Linked DNA regions of Neogale vison: region 1 is linked to region 2. Evidence: chromatin contacts called from public Hi-C data. All regions are on one chromosome and are shown on one strand. Each heading gives the region's core, a stretch centred on a gene start, on an enhancer-like site or on the middle of the called end of the contact. The rest is flanking DNA. Distances are from core to core; before and after follow the strand shown. Region 1 holds the start of SEC24B (protein transport protein Sec24B). Region 2 holds the start of GAR1 (H/ACA ribonucleoprotein complex subunit 1).

Region 1 (3,257 bases), core at 468-2,967, 350 kb after region 2:
AGAAAAGACAATCCTTGGATCACTGTTAAACATGGGTTTACAATACTCCAAAAGACTTGCAATCTCTCCTTAAAAAAACATGTGCTAGTTCCTTTACACAGAAGAACGTTTAAAAGGAAAAACAACAATTTATATCAAGTTTACAAGGACAAACACTGCTCAGAAATATGAATGTTCAGGACAGGAACACAAAATCTACTACACTGTTCACTCTACACCCTAGTAAACAATGACCACTGGAAGTAAAGCATGTAATATTGACAAGTATGGCTGATCCAAAAGATAGCCGGCCCAAGACATCACTTTTATGAAAAAAAAAAAAAAAAAAAATTCAACCTCTGATACTCAGGATAAACGGTATTCATGTTTGAAAAGTGTCAGCTGAAAAACCACATAGTGGCTGAACTGATTTATATAGTCCAGTGAATTTCCATTAACCATTTGGACAAAACAGGTCAGTCTAACAACTGTTTGAAAAGTACTAGTGTAGTTTTGTTCTCTTACAAAAACAGGGCCTTTTTCATGACTTTCGAGGGTTCTCATCTAAAATACTATCAAGTTTATAACGTGAGGTCCCCCTTCCCCGGCACCACCCACAAACATTCAGATCCCAACGATCAGGGAATAAATATCCTAGAAATGATCGTTTTTCACTTGAATCTCCCGCATACTAAAATGCTACGACTTTAGCATGAACGCGGCTTTCAAGTCGCACTGGCTGCAGCCTGTGTGAAGGCCTTGGAAGCTTCCCTCCAAGCGGGGCTAACTCTAGCATGCTGTCGTCTTTCTGAAAGTGGAGCTGGCGGAAAAAAAAAAAGCCGCCCCCCCCCCCACAATCTAAAGGTGTTCGTTTAAATCCGTCTGACACCTGCTCCCTTTCCAACACCACAAGCAGACTCTGAACGCCAGAGCGGCAGCCGCAGCAGCAATGACAGAGCCTGCGGCCGAACTGGGTCAGGATTAGGGTTACACTTGTGTTGCATATTTACACCCTTTTGTCTACAAACTTGAGCGCTAACTTAAGTTCCCTTCAAGGCAACGTGCTCGCTGGGCCGCAGAAATCAAAGCAATTTTCCTGAGACGGGAAGGGCACAATCCGTACAGCTCGCGGGCTACACCAGGCTTCCCCACACCGCGCACTCCGCGGCCTCGGCTTTTCGCCGGCGAAAGGGTCGTTCGGGGCAACTCGCCGGCGCTCAGGCCGGGTTACGAGGGTTTTTTAAAGCGGACCTGGGCCCCTCCTTGTCCACCTCCCCTACTAACCCCGGACGCCTTCGGGCCTAGGGTCACATTACGTAAACAGCCCCGGCCCCAGCTTTCCCGGGTCGGCCCCCGCCCCCGCGCCAGGGCGCCCGTCCCCTCCCCCCCGCGCCCCGCACCCAACGCCCCGCGCCCCCCCCCACAGTCCGCCCCCAGCTTAGCCTCGTCCGCGGCTCCCCTCACCTTCGCCCCCACCCACGGCATCCCCCGCCCCATCACCCCTCTGGGCCGGGCCCGGTGTGTCCTGAGCGGCCGCGCAGGCTGCCCCGCCGGCGCTAGGCCCCGCGCTCCGCTGGGGCGGGCCGCCTCACCGTTCTGCTGGTGCGGCGCCGGGCCCGGGCCTGCGGGCGTGGCGGCTCCTGAGGCTGTGGCTCCGCCAAGCTTGGGCGAGATCCGGGCGCTGGCGGCCGGATGAGGGGACTCGGCGGGGGCCGACATGACGGCGCGGCTGGCGGCGGCGGCGGCTCCGCTTCGGGGAGATGGGCGGAGGGAAGGGAAGGCGGGGCCGGAGAGGCGAAAGGAAGAGGAAGGAACGCGCCCCGCGTCACCGAGGGAGTCGCCCGGGACCGCGGCCGGGCGTGCCGGCGCTGCACCGCGGAGCCAAGCTGGGCCGCCGCGAGTGCCGCGATCCTGGCCTCTGGCCTCTGGCCCCTGACCCCTGGCCAGTCCCGCCCGGCGGTGCTGCGCGCCCCCAACGCTGAGTGCGAGGTTCCAGCCTCGGGTCGGTCCCCGCACCGCGGGCCTCGGGCCGCCGCTGCAACGCCCCCTGCCGGCGGAAACGCGGCGCTTTCAGGCCCAAGGCGGAGCGGGGGCGGGGGGGGGGCCGCGGCCTCACTGCCAACTTGGCTACAAAGGCTCCGGCCTCGGCGTAGCCAGGGTCGCTATGAGGCGGGAGGGATGGACCGCGGTAGGAGAAGAAAACCTGGGCCGGCTCCCACCGGTGCGGAGGCAGGCGCGCGGCGAGCCTGGCGCGACGTTGCTGCGAGGGTGATCCGAGAGCCGCGGGATGACATCCGGTGCCCCGGGGCCACGCTGCACCGGGCTGACCCCACCCACCCGTTCTCCCTTCCCCCGAAAGAGAACCCTGGATTCGGTTTTGGTTTTTAATCCTGAATTTTACCCCCCTTACTTTTAACTAAAGGAAATATGAGTTTCAGGGTCCCTGAATTCCCAGGGAATTCTAACCCTCGGCAGAGGAGAAGGAAACATTTCTCTTTGATAAGCACAAGAATCGAAATAATATTCTAAACTTTTCCCGCTGAGTTAAACCTCGGGAAAAGGGAAGGAGAAAACAGTAAGAGAAACTGGAGGACAAGCTTTATCTTTATGATTTTTGCCAAGGGTAGCTTCATTCTTTTGATGTTTAGAAAAGAAGCTCCAGCATCCGAAGCAAAAATTCAGTTTGCTTCCTCTACATTGAAATTTTTGAATCCCTGACCTGTCCCAGCATGCTAACAGGCAAGCAAGTCTTGGACTACATTAGCCAAGTCGTCTCGCCATCTTGGAATTCTGAGTATGCTACCATCACTCTGTATTCGAAATGAAATTGCTCAGAAACATCATTGAACTCGAAATGGGATCTAGCAAGATATTTCTGGAGTGATAAGTCTAATTTACTGAATTAATTATGGAGATCATGTAGTGTGTTCCGAAATAATGCAAAGCTTGCCTCTCCTCATTGCCATAAATTAATGGTACTTGGTGCTTTAATGACCCAAATGGACTACAAATAGGATTTCAGTGGTTGGGTTTGTACTTTTGGGTTTTAGGATTTTCAACGATATATCACACTCCACTGAGACAGAGGGAGAAGCTGTTTTCCAACACTTTTCTAGGAGTTTTTTGAAAAAAGGCTCAGAAGAAAAACTCCTGGATAAGGGCTACCATTATGAGGGTAAGGGAATAACGAGGCAATTGGTATTGTGCCCCTGAATGTATTTTCCTGGGTATAGGAATCCCATTTTCATCACAGGTATATGGAATGAAGGTGAGCCCTG
Region 2 (3,746 bases), core at 876-3,375:
TTCTTATCTCTCTGTTTCAGTGTCCCTGTCTTTAATAAGGGCTAATAACAGTACCAACACCTAACATACAGTATTATGAGGAATAAACACAATATATAAATGTCAAGTGCTAAGAAAAATGCCTGGCACATTAAGACCAACCTATAACAGGTGTTTTATTATAACAATAACTATTATATTAAACACCATGCTTACACTCTACGGTCTCTTTTCATTTCCACAGTCCCTAACCATAAATCAAGTCTGTTCTTTTTCTCCTCCCCTTTTATAACTTCCCATTATCACCTCTACACCAATGACTCTTCACTCTTTTTCAGAGAAGTGTGGGATCTCAAAATACCATTATTTCTGACTGTCACCCCCAACAAAAATACTCATCACATCCCTGCAAAACCAATTCTTCATCCCTATCACCCAAGCTCAAAACCTGGAACCTTTTATTCCCAAGTATTATCCAAGTTCTACTGAATTTGTTTCCACTGGACTCTCTCTTCCATCAAACCCTTCCTTTTTTTCCCTCACTTCCACCCCCCTCACAGTGCACCATGCCTGGATCATTGCATGCTGGTGGGCTAGGACCTATGACTCTACCCTTTGCACTCTTCAAACCATGTTGCACAACTGCTTTTAAGGCCCAACCTTATCTTTATATTAAACTCTCTTCATCATTTCTCCTTTTTGATGTAGGTTTCTACTGTCAAATCTGTGTCACATTCCACAGCTTCCATCCCACCTCATTGGTAATTATTTCAAAAACTACTCTAATTAGGTCTTTTTCTTGGCTTCCCCTCTATAATATCCCTTCCAAGCAATATTTCACACTTCTCTTACTTATGAACAGCAACTGAGAGCATGGGCTTTGGAGTCAGAAAAGCTTTGTATCTCAAACTGATCACTTATTACTATGATCCCTGTAAAGAAACCTAACTCTGAATCACAGTTTTCTTACCTGTAAAACGGGAACAACAGGAGTAAATACATAATACTACCTACGTAATAACTTCGTTTTCAGCCCAAGCTCAATTTCCACCTCCACGTACGCATTCTACGTGTTCTTTTGCTTTCTTCATCTTCCCTTTCTCATCACAGCAATAAAGCATTATTTCAAGTCAGTTTAAGCATCTCCAGAACTGACTCCCCAACCAAGCAGCAACTTCCGTATGAGAGCTGCTAGAGGTATCTTTCAGCATGTAACCCCCGAACTTAAACCCATAACCTCCGCCCCAAGCAGGCTAACAAGCAGGCTATGATTTAAGGCGACATACAAACTACATGTTCCGGAGGTCCTTGGTCCTGGCCCTTGTTAAAGCCTCCGCGGCCACCTCCTCGTCCAAATCCTCCTCGGCCGCCACCGCCGCCTCTGAAATTCCCGCCTCCGCCTCGGAAATGGTTGTTGCTGCCGCCGCGATTGAAGCCGCCACCTCGATTAAAGCCTCCCCGACCTCCTCCTCGAAAAGACATGCTTACTTTACCTGGTGAGAAAAAAAAAAGTGCGTACCGTTGGGTCACTGTGCCGTCTGGGTGCACCACCTAACCCCTCTGAGCCACGCTCAGAACACCATACGGGGGGACAATAATAAATACAGCAACCTTGCCACCTCACGCACGACCAAGTCGCTAGAGATGAACCTAAAAGGTGAGGAGAGTCACCTCCCCAGAGCCTGTGCGCGCTGACCGGACCACTCACCAGCCTCGGCGTCCCCGCTTAGTACCTCCTCCCCGAGCAGGCAAGAAGGTCTTCACAACGCATTCCCTTCCTCCCCCCAACCCTCCCTTAGCGGCATTCCGGATCCAGCCATTTTCGGACCCTTCTGCTCCCTACTCCAACTCACCTACGCCACGTGCACCTCCAGCCCCGCTGAGCACGCCCACCTGCCCTGTTCTTCCGCTATACACGAGCCTCCTCGGCCACCGTACCCGCACACACTGAGGGCGAAGCGAGGAGGGGTGGGGTGCGGTGGGAAACGGCTAGAAACTTGAAGGACTGGTTTACAAAAAGCCAATTACCGGCAGAACCCGGGGCGCCGTCGCCTTTCAGAACAGCCTTTTCCGCTGGAAGAGCAGCAGTACTATCTGACTTCAAACCCCAGTTCACGACAGGTCAACTTGCCTTCACCTACGTAGGAAGTGACGTATAATAGTGGCGTCCTTTGAATGCAAAGAGGCTGCAGGAAGTTCCCTCACGCTGTTGCCCTGGGAGATGGCTGGCGTTAGTGATCCGCCCTTCTCCCGGGAGCCTGCGTGTTCTAAGTGGCGGGGGACTGGCCGTGAGCCCTGGCTTTTCAGGCCGTGAAATGGTTTCCTCGTTCGTCAATTCATTGCCAGCCGCAGCAACTCTGCAGCCCACATCTCTGAGGACTTTTCAGCTGCGCTCTGCCCAGAGGTCGATCTGGTGGCATTGCAACCCCGTGCAAGGTCTTCCTGCGTTCTTGGGAGCGCTTGTTTCTCCCGGACCTTTTGAAGTATGTACGATTGTGAGCTGACTGCGCCTGTCCTCTCCTACGGTTTCATCAGTTAAAGGAAGAAAAACTGGGTGTATGTGTATCTTAAAAATATTTTTTTCTTTAAAAGTATATTTTATGTGACAAAAGCCAAATATTTTTATCTTTTGCACCAAACGGTTTATTGTTTGTCCAGTTGTTTTTGTTTTTGTTTTAACATGCTTTAGTTAAATAATCTCTACACCCAACGTGGGGCTCCAAAACACAACTGGGAGGTGGAGCGTGGCAGGCTCTTCCAACTGAACTAGCCCGGAGCACCTGTCCAGTACACTTTTAGCACTGACAGACTCTGGACCGTCTGTGCTGCAAGCCCCTCTTCCCCTTTAAGCCCTTGATATCTAATTTCAGCTTCCAGTGTAATTTCTTTTCCAAAGAAAGCTAGTGAACCGTTTATTAAATTTGGATGGTATCTTTTTTTTTAAGATTTTATTTATTTATTTGACAGACAGAGATCACAAGTAGGCAAAGAGACAGGCAGAGAGAGAGGAGGAAGCAGGCTCCCTCCTGAGCAGAGAGCCGGATGGGGGGCTCCATCTCAGGACCCTAGGATCATGACCTGAGCCAAAGGAAGAGGCTTTAACCCACTGAGCCACCCAGGGGCCTCTGGATGGTATCTTTTACACCAGAATTGTCTGAGACCTTCCCTTGGTATTTGACGCAGTTGAATACTGTGCCTCTGAAAGGGCAGAGATTGGTACCTACCTCAGAGGCTAATTTTGATTTGGAAACAATGTTGTAAACTTCACTATGAAATGCTAGAAATCACAATATGCCTTCTACACTAATACATAAACTTTTTGAGAAAGCCCCTAACAATCCTATGTATGAAAGGAACTTAATAAATATATTTTTTATTCAGATTTGGTAAATGTACTTTAAATTCTGTAGATCATATAGAAAATTACTCTTGACTGCCTTGCTCTATTTTGCTTTGCTTCATCTAACTTTTATGTTCAGTGTTTAGCTCCATTAGGTGTCCACTGCTAACTCTAACTCACTGTGATGAAATCATTAAAGTTTTTTAAGACCTTCCAGATTATCTGGTGCCCCTTTATTTTACTTATTGTCAGTAAAAAACTAACATTCAAGAAAGTGAAGTAACTTCTCCAGGCAGTTAGAGGAATAAAGTAGAACATTAGATTCTCAGAGTCTTCAGTCCTTTTCTGTGCCCACTCCCCATTTATTACTCATCCCAAATTGTGCATCATTCCAGCCACCTGCCAGCCCTCACAGTAGCATCATACT

The links. Hi-C and Micro-C count contacts between places; a contact is called where the count stands out from the background.
Region 1: a Hi-C map of muscle shows a contact between it and region 2, with 7 times the contacts expected there. The contact joins the promoter of SEC24B here to the promoter of GAR1 in region 2. A contact is called at or near these places in 2 of 3 Hi-C or Micro-C datasets (fibroblasts and muscle).

What each region holds. Positions count from the first base shown.
Region 1 is chr11:99,892,213-99,895,469 of ASM_NN_V1, forward strand. SEC24B (protein transport protein Sec24B) reads right to left here and starts at 1,718. Exons shown (of 23, transcript XM_044224285.1): 1 at 1,572-1,718. The coding sequence starts at 1,698.
Region 2 is chr11:99,541,349-99,545,094 of ASM_NN_V1, forward strand. It overlaps GAR1 (H/ACA ribonucleoprotein complex subunit 1), which reads right to left and starts at 2,126. Exons shown (of 7, transcript XM_044224265.1): 1 at 2,008-2,126; 2 at 1,266-1,472. The coding sequence starts at 1,461.